Linked DNA regions of Mus musculus: region 2 is linked to region 1. A link is a contact called in public capture Hi-C data. All regions are on one chromosome and are shown on one strand. The core of a region is the stretch at or near the end of the contact, and the rest is flanking DNA. Distances in the headings are between cores, read along the strand shown.

Evidence for each region. Capture Hi-C pulls out chosen DNA fragments and counts their contacts.
Region 2: a contact with region 1 is called in a capture Hi-C map of embryonic stem cells, with 4 times the contacts expected there. The contact joins two enhancer-like sites. A contact is called at or near these places in 4 of 484 Hi-C or Micro-C datasets (Th1 cells, bone marrow-derived macrophages, nephron progenitors and 1 more), 6 of 115 datasets of contacts at active chromatin or transcription factors (a beta-TC-6 cell line, embryonic stem cells, fibro-adipogenic progenitors and 1 more) and 1 of 9 other capture datasets (embryonic stem cells).

What each region holds. Positions count from the first base shown.
Region 1 is chr13:97,353,677-97,359,021 of GRCm38.p6, forward strand. No RefSeq gene overlaps it. Among named protein-coding and RNA genes, the nearest start is that of Gm33447, 20 kb to the right of the region's middle. Within about 2 kb of position 2,000, at least 11 of the 459 cell types and tissues checked have an H3K27ac peak or open chromatin away from gene starts, as enhancers often do. A contact at or near this core is called in embryonic stem cells, where this site is marked.
Region 2 is chr13:97,596,466-97,602,244 of GRCm38.p6, forward strand. No RefSeq gene overlaps it. Among named protein-coding and RNA genes, the nearest start is that of Gm34087, 23 kb to the right of the region's middle. Within about 2 kb of position 3,821, at least 34 of the 459 cell types and tissues checked have an H3K27ac peak or open chromatin away from gene starts, as enhancers often do. A contact at or near this core is called in embryonic stem cells, where this site is marked.

The sequences.
Region 1 (5,345 bases), core at 750-3,249:
GCAAGGACGAAATGAAGTCGTGGCTGTGCAGCACATGGGACATGGGACATGGGAAGTGCTGTTGGTTCAACTTCCTCCTTGTTGCCCGCTCCTCTTCCTCACACCAGGCAATTCTTGACAAGAGACCACAGAGGACAATGATCCGTCACCCTCAAACAGGCTTGCTTAGCATTTTCCTCTGAAAATGGAGGACCTAAGGAACACAAGGCAGTGTGCTCACAGGTAGTGTTTCTCTTTAGAAAGGAAGTAGACGCAGTACTCAGTAAAGCACCTGCTCCCAGCCTGCCTTTCTTCATACGTCAGGAACCTGAAGCCCTGAGTGCATGTTCCCTGTGTTTGCCACAGAGACTGGGCTAGTACAGGGAGACTGGGAAGGGTGCTCTGAGTGGAGGTGCAGGGCTTGGGTCTGAAGATCTTTCTCCCTAACTCTGGATTGCTGGATAAACCATCTCACCTCTTCAGCACACACTGCCTTCCCCTCCAACAAGACAGACACAACTGCCTGCATGGCGAGATATCTCCTGACCAGCGCAGAGTCAGAGGTTTGAGTGGCTGCCCCTTTTCCTGCAGCAGAAGCCTTGCCTGGCCCAGGGCTATGCTGCTGTTTGCCCTCAACGATCTGCAGTGAGTGGGGCCTTGCTCTTCTCTGCCCTCCATACCTCGCCATCTCAGACTCTTCCCCTTATGGACAAACTAGAAGAAGTTGGTGAGTGCCTGCACAGAGGCCGTGGTTGGCTACAATCACACGATGCCAGACTGTGAGGTGTCCTCCTGCAATGGCGGCTGCCCTCGGCCTGGTGCAGCCACCACGGTTGTGGAGGATGTTGCTGAGAGAAATGCATCAGTAACTGTCATATTATGGCATTAATGAATTTACTGCATTTGGGGACTGGACTAGAACAGAGACACATTCCTGAGCCCCGTGGCCCTGAGCCTCTCTGATTTGTTAACCATATCTAAACAAGGAAAGAGCTTGTGAAAACCTCTTGTGTGGGCAGGGCAGCTTCTCAGAAAGTGACAACCTTAGTGTGCTCACCGTGTCCACCACCGAGTAAAGCATTTTACAGCACTTAACCCTTTCAGTATCCTCAGAGGGCACTGGCTGTGCTAAGGGGAGGCGGGCAATGTAGAGGAGAAAGAGGTACTTTCTGAAAGAAAGTAAAGAAGCCTGGAGGAGAGTGGATACCCGGGTGAGGATGTGGGACCTGGGCAGGAGTTGATTCAGGCAAGGGAAGGTAGACTCAGGCTTCTGTCTTCACTGGGGAGGAAACTGCCTGTAGTTATTCCAGGAGAGTGTTCTTTGAGATTGCTGCAGCCAAGTGACCTGGATCGTGTCTGCCCACGATGGCCTTTTGCTTTCCCATGTTTTTGCCTTTTTACACAGGTTCCTGGTCCTTGTTGTGGGAAATATTAAAAAAAGAACCATCACATTCCCATGTTGCACCCTGCTACTCTCTGACCCCGCGGGCTGGTCGGCCACACACTTGAGGAAAATGGCTGACCTGTTTTTATCTCATGGAGACTCTGACTCAGTGCTCCAAGATCTCTCCACCCAGCTCACTCAGTTCCTACAGGCAGGTTGCTACGACGCCAACCCTGTGCTTCAAATCTCCCATGGCCTTTGTGGTGCACATCAGGCAAACCCACGCTTTGCCGCTGTACCTTTCTCTCTTGAACCCAGATGAGCCACTATGTGAAGGAAAACACAACACAAACTTAGTTCAGAAACAATAATAACTTAATCACTGGGCACAACAATTAAAATCCTAATCTTGTAAGCCTTATTAAATCTAAATCATCCGGAGACACTCATAGCTACATCTTGTCCTCATGCTATCCCCGTCCAAAAGGACCTAACTCTCTTCTGCTTCCTCTCTTCCTCCATTCAACCCGGAAGTCCCGCCTACTCACCCAGTGATTGGCTCCTTTATTCATTAGGGAATTGGTTCACTAGAAGTCACCTGAGTACAGTGACTCACTCCTTGTCTGCAATCCCTCCCAGGTGAGTGGAATTAGCATCAACATACAAACAGCACCAGGCCCATCCGCATCAGGTCCTCACCACCTGCTCCCAACACCTACCTCGTAGTATGAGATGACAAGTTTCCTAAAAGTCAGTTTGGTTATGTTTGTTCTTACAAGCAAGAAACTGGAGGTCCAGAGATGGGAAGAGATCAAGGTCACATAGCAAGGCAGGACTGAAACTCACTTTGACTTTTGGTTCAATGCTGCGGACAAGAAGGACTCCGACAGCCACCTTCCCTGTGTTCAGCAATCTTTTCAGCTATTTCTTTTCATCTTTGTGTGAGGGAGGAATGTTGGCCCCACCTCTTTGTGTGATGGAAGCTTGGAGAGGCTGATAAATTGCAGCTGCCACCAGATTCCAAGCCACGAGAGCTTGTGGTCTTTGCTCCGAACTTAAAATGCCCAGTACTACCGTCACTCATGTGCCTGGTGAATGTAACTACTGCAGGTCCTTACCTTCCCTGTGTTCCTGTCAAGCTATGGCTAAGCTGAACCCTGCTCTTTCCCATCGTTAGAAGGTTGTTTACCAAATTATGTGGCTTACATGTGACTAAAGTGAAAACTCAGTATTCATCTCTCCAAAGGATTCCATGCCATGTCTGTCCCCAGGAGACAGTTGTCAGTGTTTGGGGCTGTATAATAGTCCCGTGTGGTAATTGATGTTCCTGGACTAAGGATGCTGAATATCACTTACTATCATGGTTCTATTCAAAAACCTAATCACAGTATCTATGTAGAACATGGTACTCCTGTAAAATGAACCTGCCTTCACAAAGACTTTGACAGTGTTTATAGTAAAAATTTTGACCCTGCATTGACTCTTGAGAAGGGCATTGGGATGGAGAGCCCTGTTACATTACTGTACACTGAGACACGATGGCAAAGCTCACATGGAAGTCTGACCCTGTGTAAATGTACCCTGCACAATGCGGCCCCTTTCTCTTAGCTTCGTTGTTCTTATTTACAGAACGGGAAGAATTGGTGGCTACCTTACAGGAACGTTGCACTATTTTAATGAGCTCATGCATGTAGAGTGTTCACAACAGTGACTCACACAGTTAATCCAATATTAAGATTAATTCTACCTACAACGTGATGCAATATTTAGAAGTATCAGAACCATTGTAGAGTGTTCTACAGTAGGGCCCGGAGAGCTGGCTCTGTTGGGAAAATGCTCACCTTCCAAGCACAAGGACTTAAGTTTGATTTTTGGAACCAGTGTTGTAGCATGTTATTGTAATCCCAATCCTGGAGAAGCAGAGAAAGACAGATCCCCGGGCCTCACTGGTGGGCCAGCCAAGCACAACGGGTGAGAGCCAGGCCAATAAGAGACACTGTCTCTCTCACAATGTCCATCTGCGGTAGGGAGGATTAAACGAAAACCAGATTCACGAACTCGGACATTTTTCTAGGTGTGAGTCATGCCTCTGGGTAGGGTTATTTATCTGCTCAGAGCCTGTCTACGGGACCTGGAATGACAGCAGTGTTCCTGGGAGGTCTACTTGTGTTTATCGTTTATGCTATGGTCAGGAATCAGAAGTAGCCAGGAAGCTCTGGAGTGATTCCATATTGCCTCCTTCAGTCTTTGATAATTATCATCATCATCACCATTATTATTATTATTATTATTATTATTACAGGGCTGGGATTGAACACAGCGCCTCATGCACATGAGGCAAGGGCTCTGCCACTGAGTTCCACCCCCAGGCGAGCTCCTTCACTCTTTGAGAGTGTTAGGGTGGTCCTTATAAATCCCTCAGCTGGACAGCTGCGTTTAGCAATGGGTGGTTGTGCTTCAAAGAGCCAGGTCATTTTAAAGGAATGTGAGAAGTTCATCTTTGGGGACAGAGATTAAACAGTGGGAAAGTAGGTAAGTGATGTGCTGCCCCACAAGGAGAGGCTATCTACGAGTTAACATTTCACTAGCTCCAGCAGAGAAGCTAATGACAGGGCTGCACCACACAGCTCTACTTAGAAGAGTCAGTGGTGAGTGGCAGAAATTAATTTATCATCAGTGCACAATCAGAGCCTCCCCACATGCCAGGATTTCCCCCCTCTCTTAGACAATTGCTTGCCTTTCTTGGTTGTCACTACATCTGAGAGTCGACGTAGCACACGCTGTATAAAAATAGGTCTGTGCTAAACATCACTCTGATGGTATTTTCATCTATAACTCAATCCACTGAAAGCCTAGTGTGTACTCAACACAGAGGTTTGCAGTTTCTCAAAGAGCAGTTCTCAGAATCACAAGTTGGTAATCAAAGATTTTTTTTTTTTTTTTCAAGATCCCACAAATAGAAAATCCCAAAGCCTGCATTGAAGGTATTTCTGCTATACACTGAGAGCTGAAGCTCATCTGGCTAACCAGGGGGAGCTGTCTCTAGAAGTGGGTGCTTCAGGGAATAAAGGCGTATGCAGCCCAAGATCCCCACCATGAGACATCGGTGGCAAGCATAAAAAGTGAAGAATCAGAATGGGCGGCCAGGGGCCTCTGTGGCAACCAGAGGAATGAGAGAATATGATCGCAGTGTTTATGAGGTGCCTCTTTGAGTTACTGATGTGCCCATAGTTAGGGCTTAGTTCTAATGCGTCTTAGTATGTGGTCAGACCAGGAGGGAAATCCAGGGATTTGCTTTTCCACAAATATTTATCAGTAGATGTTTCGGGATCTAAAATGGACAGTAGAGTAGGTGTGATTTACACAGGTGCTTGTCTTCGTGGGGGCGGGGAGACTGGATATCTCTTGAATAGAGTGGGCCGTGTTCCAGTTGCCCCTGGCTGGGATGCTGGCAACGTACTCTTGGGGGAAGAAGGCTCAGTGACAGAAGGACAGTTTATAGAGAGAGGGTGGTTAGAAAGAGCTGAATGTGTGAGGGTGGGAGGCAGCTCAGTGGGCTGTTTTAATCCCTGGCAACTCCCCTCTGCAGAGTTTCCATGGTAGAGTCTGGGGAATATTGCCCCAGCCTGGGGTCAAGAGGTTAAGTAGGAGCCTAGGCCTAGGCGTGGGCCTGTGGTCCAGCAGGAAGACCCTTGGTTTTTGTGACCAAAGAGGCTCAGAAAGCACTCAGGTTGAATTTATAGTAAAAGTACATGTACATGCCGGGAGGAACATGGCCATGATGGGGGTGAGGGTCGGGGAGGGGGTGGTGTGGGGGGTGTGCTAGTTAGGGTGGGAAGGGCTAGAAAGGAAATGGGTTCACTTTAAATTGCTGGGTCCAGATAACTGAATTACAAAGAACAGCATAGGTTAGTTTAGCTAACGACCTTGAACTCTGAGCTAGTCTTCCACAGCAACAACGACCACAACAAGCAAACACAGC
Region 2 (5,779 bases), core at 2,571-5,070, 240 kb after region 1:
CTAGAGGCAGCATTTCTCACAGTCACAGGAACAGGAAGAGCGTGGATGCCAGTTTTAGAAATCAAAGGCTCAACCTGATGATCTCTGATGCTTAACCTGCTCTGACATTGCTGGGCATCCGCCATTCCTGGAGGGTTGGCAGATGGGCATGCCCACATTGGTGGCCATCTCTTGATCTGACCCTTGAGTGGTTCAGAGTTTAGGGAAGCCCTTCACCCTCCTGCCAGTGCAAAGGAGCAGGCAAGAGACTCTTCCTGGAGTTCTGCTTGCCACTGTTGCTGGCATGATTGTGTGGGAAAGGATGTCACTCATGGGTCACAGGGAAGTGGGAATGTCTGTGGATAGGTAGAAGGTTACAGGGTCACTCCAGTTTGCTCTCTGTCTTTGACAATGCATAGCTTCTCTGAGAGGAGCTGTCAAGGCAAAGAGCCAACCCAGAGGGCACCAAGGACATGACTAATGGGGTACCATTGCAAAGTTGTGTTGTTACTACAAATCTCAATGTTTCCTGAGATTAGAGGCTTAGATGCTTCTGTCATTGCCCTAATACTTCACTCTGCATGCTTGACTTAGTGGCATCCACTGGTCCATGTCATTCTTTGACCTGGGAATCTTGAGATTGCCTCCCCCTTTCTTTCATTTCCTTCTTTCTTTACACACACTGTTCAAAACACCAGCCCTCAGGCAGTGGTATAAATAAGAATGCCCCCCTACAGGCTCGATCATATATTTGAACACTTAGTCAGTAGGTAGTGGCACTGTTTGAGAAGGATTAGGAGGTGTGGCCTTTGTTGCAATAGGTGCAGCCTTGTTGGAGGATTGGAAGAAGTTTCTTACTGGGTATGGGCTTTGAGGTTTCAAAACCCTTGCCAAGCTCAGTATTGCTCTCCCTCATGCACTTCCTCTGTCTGTCTGTCTGTCTGTCTGTCTGTCTGTCTGTCTGTCTCCCTCTGCCTGTGTATTAAGTTATAGCTCTCAAATTACTTCACCATGCCTGCCTGCCTGTCACCTTGCTCCCCCACCATGATGATAATGGGCTAAACCTCTGAACTGTAAGCTAGCCTACAATTGCAAGAATTGCCTTGGTGATGGTGTCTCTTCACAGCAAGAGTGACTAAAGATACCTCCCTTCTCTACACCATGATTCCAGAAGTCAGGGAGGTCACACATGTTATTTTTAATTTCTTTGTGCTCAAGATGAAACCAAGAGCCTCTCATGTGCCAAACCTGCATTCTACTATGGAGCTAGGTTTCCGTTTTTATTTGCTCACATTTTTTATTTGCTCTCATTTTTACCTCTTTGATAATGCATTCGTTAGCATGCAACTGGGAAGGGAGGAATTAAAGAAAAGAATTGGGCCTTAAATATTACCTTAAAGGACAGATGATAAGATATGGTTTTAAATTAGAAGAATCTATGGCCAAAGAAACACCACCCCGAGGAAATGAGTTACCAACAGATGGGAACCAGATAATCCCACGTGAAATAAAAAGCAGTAACAAGAGTAGTTAATAATTATTGAGTATTTTGCATCAAGTACTCTTGAATTTCTTCGCATACATTCACATTTAATGAAAAGAACTGTTAAGTTGATGTGATTTGTGTCCACAGTTTGTAGGTGAGGTGACCAGAGCACAGAAAGCTGCCCAGTGGCTATGTGGCATTGTTGATAGGTGAAAACGGGGAGGCCGGCTTGAGAGCCTGTGCTCCTAACCAGTTACCTCTCCCATCTGTGGATGGAAGGTTCACGGAAACCTTGAAAATCAGTTTTGTTGGAATAGTTAGAAGCTAGGTGTTTGGTAATGGGGAGCCAGGCACTTTAGCTAGAGGATAGAAGCATTTTTTAGATGCCAAAGCTGCCCTGGTCCTGAGAACTGACACTGCTTCCTTCTCCTATAGGACTTGCTGTGGCTGAGTTTTGGATGCGATCTCCATTTGACAAGGAATAAAGACGAGGCATAAATAAGTAACATTTATCTTGTCTTACATATGGATCTCCTAGCCCTCCCTCCCTTCCTCTTTCTCTCTCCACCCTCCCCACTTCAATCTTTCTTCCTCCTTTCCTTCCTGATGCTCAGCAGCAAGATGTTCCAGTCTGGGATGATCTGAAGAAAGGGCAAAAGAGAACAGTGTATTCTGGGAATGCAGGCGCCGCCGCTGCTTTGGACTTGCTTCCAGCGGAAATCCCCATGCAGATCGTATCTTCCACGTGTCTGCTCAAACACTAAGATAAATGTCATGAAACAGGAGCAAAGGAGAGGCTTCTAAAACACCAAGATGCTTGAAAGCAGAGAATCCTGTAGGGCCTAGCAAAGACTTTTATCTCTCCGCTTCATTTCTCTAGGGAGTCTTAACTGCTCCAGATTCAATATCACCCTTGAGTGACTGGGAAGCAGCAAGTGGTCAAATTATTTTCACTGTCTGTATGGAGTCCCTGGTGTACCAGGAGGCCGATGCCTCCAGAGAAGACCCACAAATGACTGTCACGCACTGTGGGGGCCACAAGGAAGCAGTGTGCACACTGGCCTGGGAAAACAACACGCCAGAGTAACAGGGGTATTTTGCAAGCTTTTAGTTGATTCCTCATAAGGGCAAAGTCTAATTGCATCTCAGATATCAAAGTTGTGCTGCACAGAGCCCACTGTAGCCCTTAAAAAAATTTATGTTCTGTTTAGCAGGGCCAGCAGGTTCAGAGCCACGGTCACCGGCTGCCTAATTACTCTTGCGTGGTTCCCTTCACCCCACCCTTCCATTTGCTGCAGTCAAGAGTTATGGCTCTGATCATTCCAGGCTGTTTCTTGAACGTAACTGGAAATATTACACAGTGTGACCGCCTCCCTTCTGGGACTGGAATATGAGATATTGTGTAAGCTTGCCTCACATCCTTCAGAGCACATGGAGGTGGGGACTTTCTCCTGACAATTCCCACACTCTGTCCCCTTGAGTGTGCCAACCCCTTCTTGCAAGTCTGAATTCTCTTCTCACATTCAGAATGATAACAAAAGCACAGACCCAGTGGGCACGCTGGCTCTTAAAATCATGCTGACATTCAGAAAACGGAAGCAGGAAGAACATGAGTACAAGGCCAGCCTGAGCAAGAGAGTGAGAACCCATCATAAAAAAAAGACAAGAAGAAGAAGAAGAAGAAGAAGAAGAAGAAGAAGAAGAAGAAGAAGAAGAAGAGGAAGAGGAAGAGGAAGAGGAAGAGGAAGAGGAAGAGGAAGAGGAAGAGGAGGAAGAGGAAGAGAAGGGGAAGAGAAGGAGGAGGAGAAGAAAGGAAAGAGAAAAGAAAACCTGTTTCTTAGCTCTAGCATGAGTGGTCCTACTTTGCAGTCTCTTGAATTTTAAAAGACAGACACAGACATAACTGGTCCTCAACCATTGCTTCATACCAGTGGTCTTCCTCTTTAATACAGTTCCTCATGTGGTGGTGATCCCCAACTATAAAATTATTTTTGTTGCTACTTCATAACTGTAATGCTGATGCTGTTATGAATCATCATGTAAATATCTGATATGCAGATGGTCTTAAGCCCCTGTGAAAGGCTCATTCAATCCCCAAGGGGACTGTGACCCACAGGTTGAGGGCTGTTGCTTTATACCAATCTGAAGGCAGACATGCATCTACAAGCTGACCAATAGTAATATTCTGAGTTCTCACAAGGCAACTCTTTTGCAAAAGCACAGCATGGCCTGGAGCAATAGGCCTTTCTGTTTCAATAGCCAGGACCAAATGGCTAGGTCTAGGTGGATCCTGGAGTGCAGTCTTGGAACAGCCCACCAGGGCCTCAGTGCAGGTCTCCATGCTTTGTTCAGACATCTCCCTGCTGTGCTCCGAGAAGCTGTAGGGCACATTCATCCGCCCAGGCTCGAGGCCTTGCCTCACACTCGGCTCCTTTATCGTTTCAAGAGATTTGCACTGTGGAGGTCAAAGGGAGCAAGCCGGGCCAGGCCCCACCTCAGCACCAGCCAAAGTTGCTGTCAGCACCAGATGGAGAAATCGTCAGCCCAGCCAGGTAAGAGGCCAAGGGAAACCTCTGCCTCATCAGAAATACTTTGCATTTTTCCTCCTCTTTTTGCAGATGAGCAATGGTGAGAGATGAGTTCTGCCTTCTGAATGTGACTTCGTGGTCCATAGTGTAAGTGTGCATTATGCAGATGTTCTAAATGCATCAACACAATTCTCCAGAAAGCCCTGGAGACTAAGCTGCCTTGGGATTTTGCCACCGTAGGGTGCTCAGAGTCACACGAGCACACGGATTTACCAGTATGAAAATTATAGCAGACATCCACCAAGGCATCTGCTTTGCAAAGAACCTAAACACTAGATGCTATATCTTCTTGCATATCACCGCAGAATTAAGACTCATCTTTCTCCTTTCTGTTTATCCAGTCTGTTGGGTAAGTAGAATTGGCTAAACCAATGTTCTTCCCTTCATCAGCTCAAGTGACTTGTAGCTTCTCCCTCTTCTTTAAGGGAGGCCGTGCTGGCTCCTTGTTTTGGATGATTCTCTTGAGAGCCTTTCAAAGAGCCTGTTCTATTCTTTTTTTTCTCTCCACACAAGAACGAGTGCCATCTTCCTGCTTAGAGTGTCTTCCATGGTCTGAGGCCCACTGGAGAGCTTCCCTGGGAAACTTTTCCCCAGGTGTCTTGGGACATGAGGGAGAGAGACAAGGTAGAGAGAGGGGTGGAGGAGGGGCACCGGCTTTTATAGGAAAGTGGAGAAAACTCACCACACAGTTAATTAGAAAGTGCCATGAAGCAAGTCCAAACTTTATGGCTTTCCTAGAATTGATGACGGCTTCTAACTGGGCCTGCCCGCTCCCATGCAGGTGTGTGCAACCTCCAGGTCCATATGGTTTTTGGCTGCCCCGGGCCTCATTCTTTGTTTAGCCCAGGATCCTGTAACTGAATATCGCTTAATAACTTTTTGTAATAATGTAGCTTGAATCAGCTTCTAGGTCCAACCAACCTCTGCTTCCTACAGACTCCCGCTGTCTTCCTGGCACACCTGCAGGGAGACACAGCCCCTTGGTTGCCCCTAGGGCAATAGCTTACAATAGTCTTAGGCTTACAAAGAGGCAGCTGCGGGTTCAATGAGGGAGGAGGCCAGGGTATAGAGCTTACTCTCTAGAAGTAATTTGTTTCACTTAGGACCTGCCAGGAGGGCTGGAGTCCTGTGACTTGAAAAAAAAAAGCCAGAGTTTTTTTTACTAAAATAAAAAAAAATTATGGTAATGTATAACACACAAGCAAGCCCTGGCTTATACAATCTGATTTATAGGCACCCCTGAAGGTCCAGGTCACTTGGGAGCCCGAGAATGGTGGGGCCAGCCTTATTACCAAAGAAATTCTCTCCTTTCTCCATTTGTTGTGGTCCTGATACCCTCCCCTTCAACCCCTCTGCCCCACCTCCTTAACTAAGGGCATCACACTGGGAAAAGTCCCTTGTGGCTGCAAGTCAGACTCAGCTGGATTCCTGGTCTTAGTCCTGCAATGAGGCAAGCCTGGAGTTCCAGAAAGTGGGTGCTCATTTGATTCTTTTGGGTCTTTCTGAATTTCAGAATGTCTAAGGAGCTTTTGAAGGATACCGGTACCTGGTCTCACTGCGCTAAATAAAAAGTGTTCTGGTGAGTCCAGAGAGTCCTTGGCTGGGCAAATGATTCTCCTTGGGAACTCCCTTCAAGTAAGGTGCAGCCATGGTCACTTGTTGTGCTTTGACGTGTTTCCCTATGCCTTCTGTCCTCAGGGGTGGGGGTGGAGCTTGCTTGAGCCTA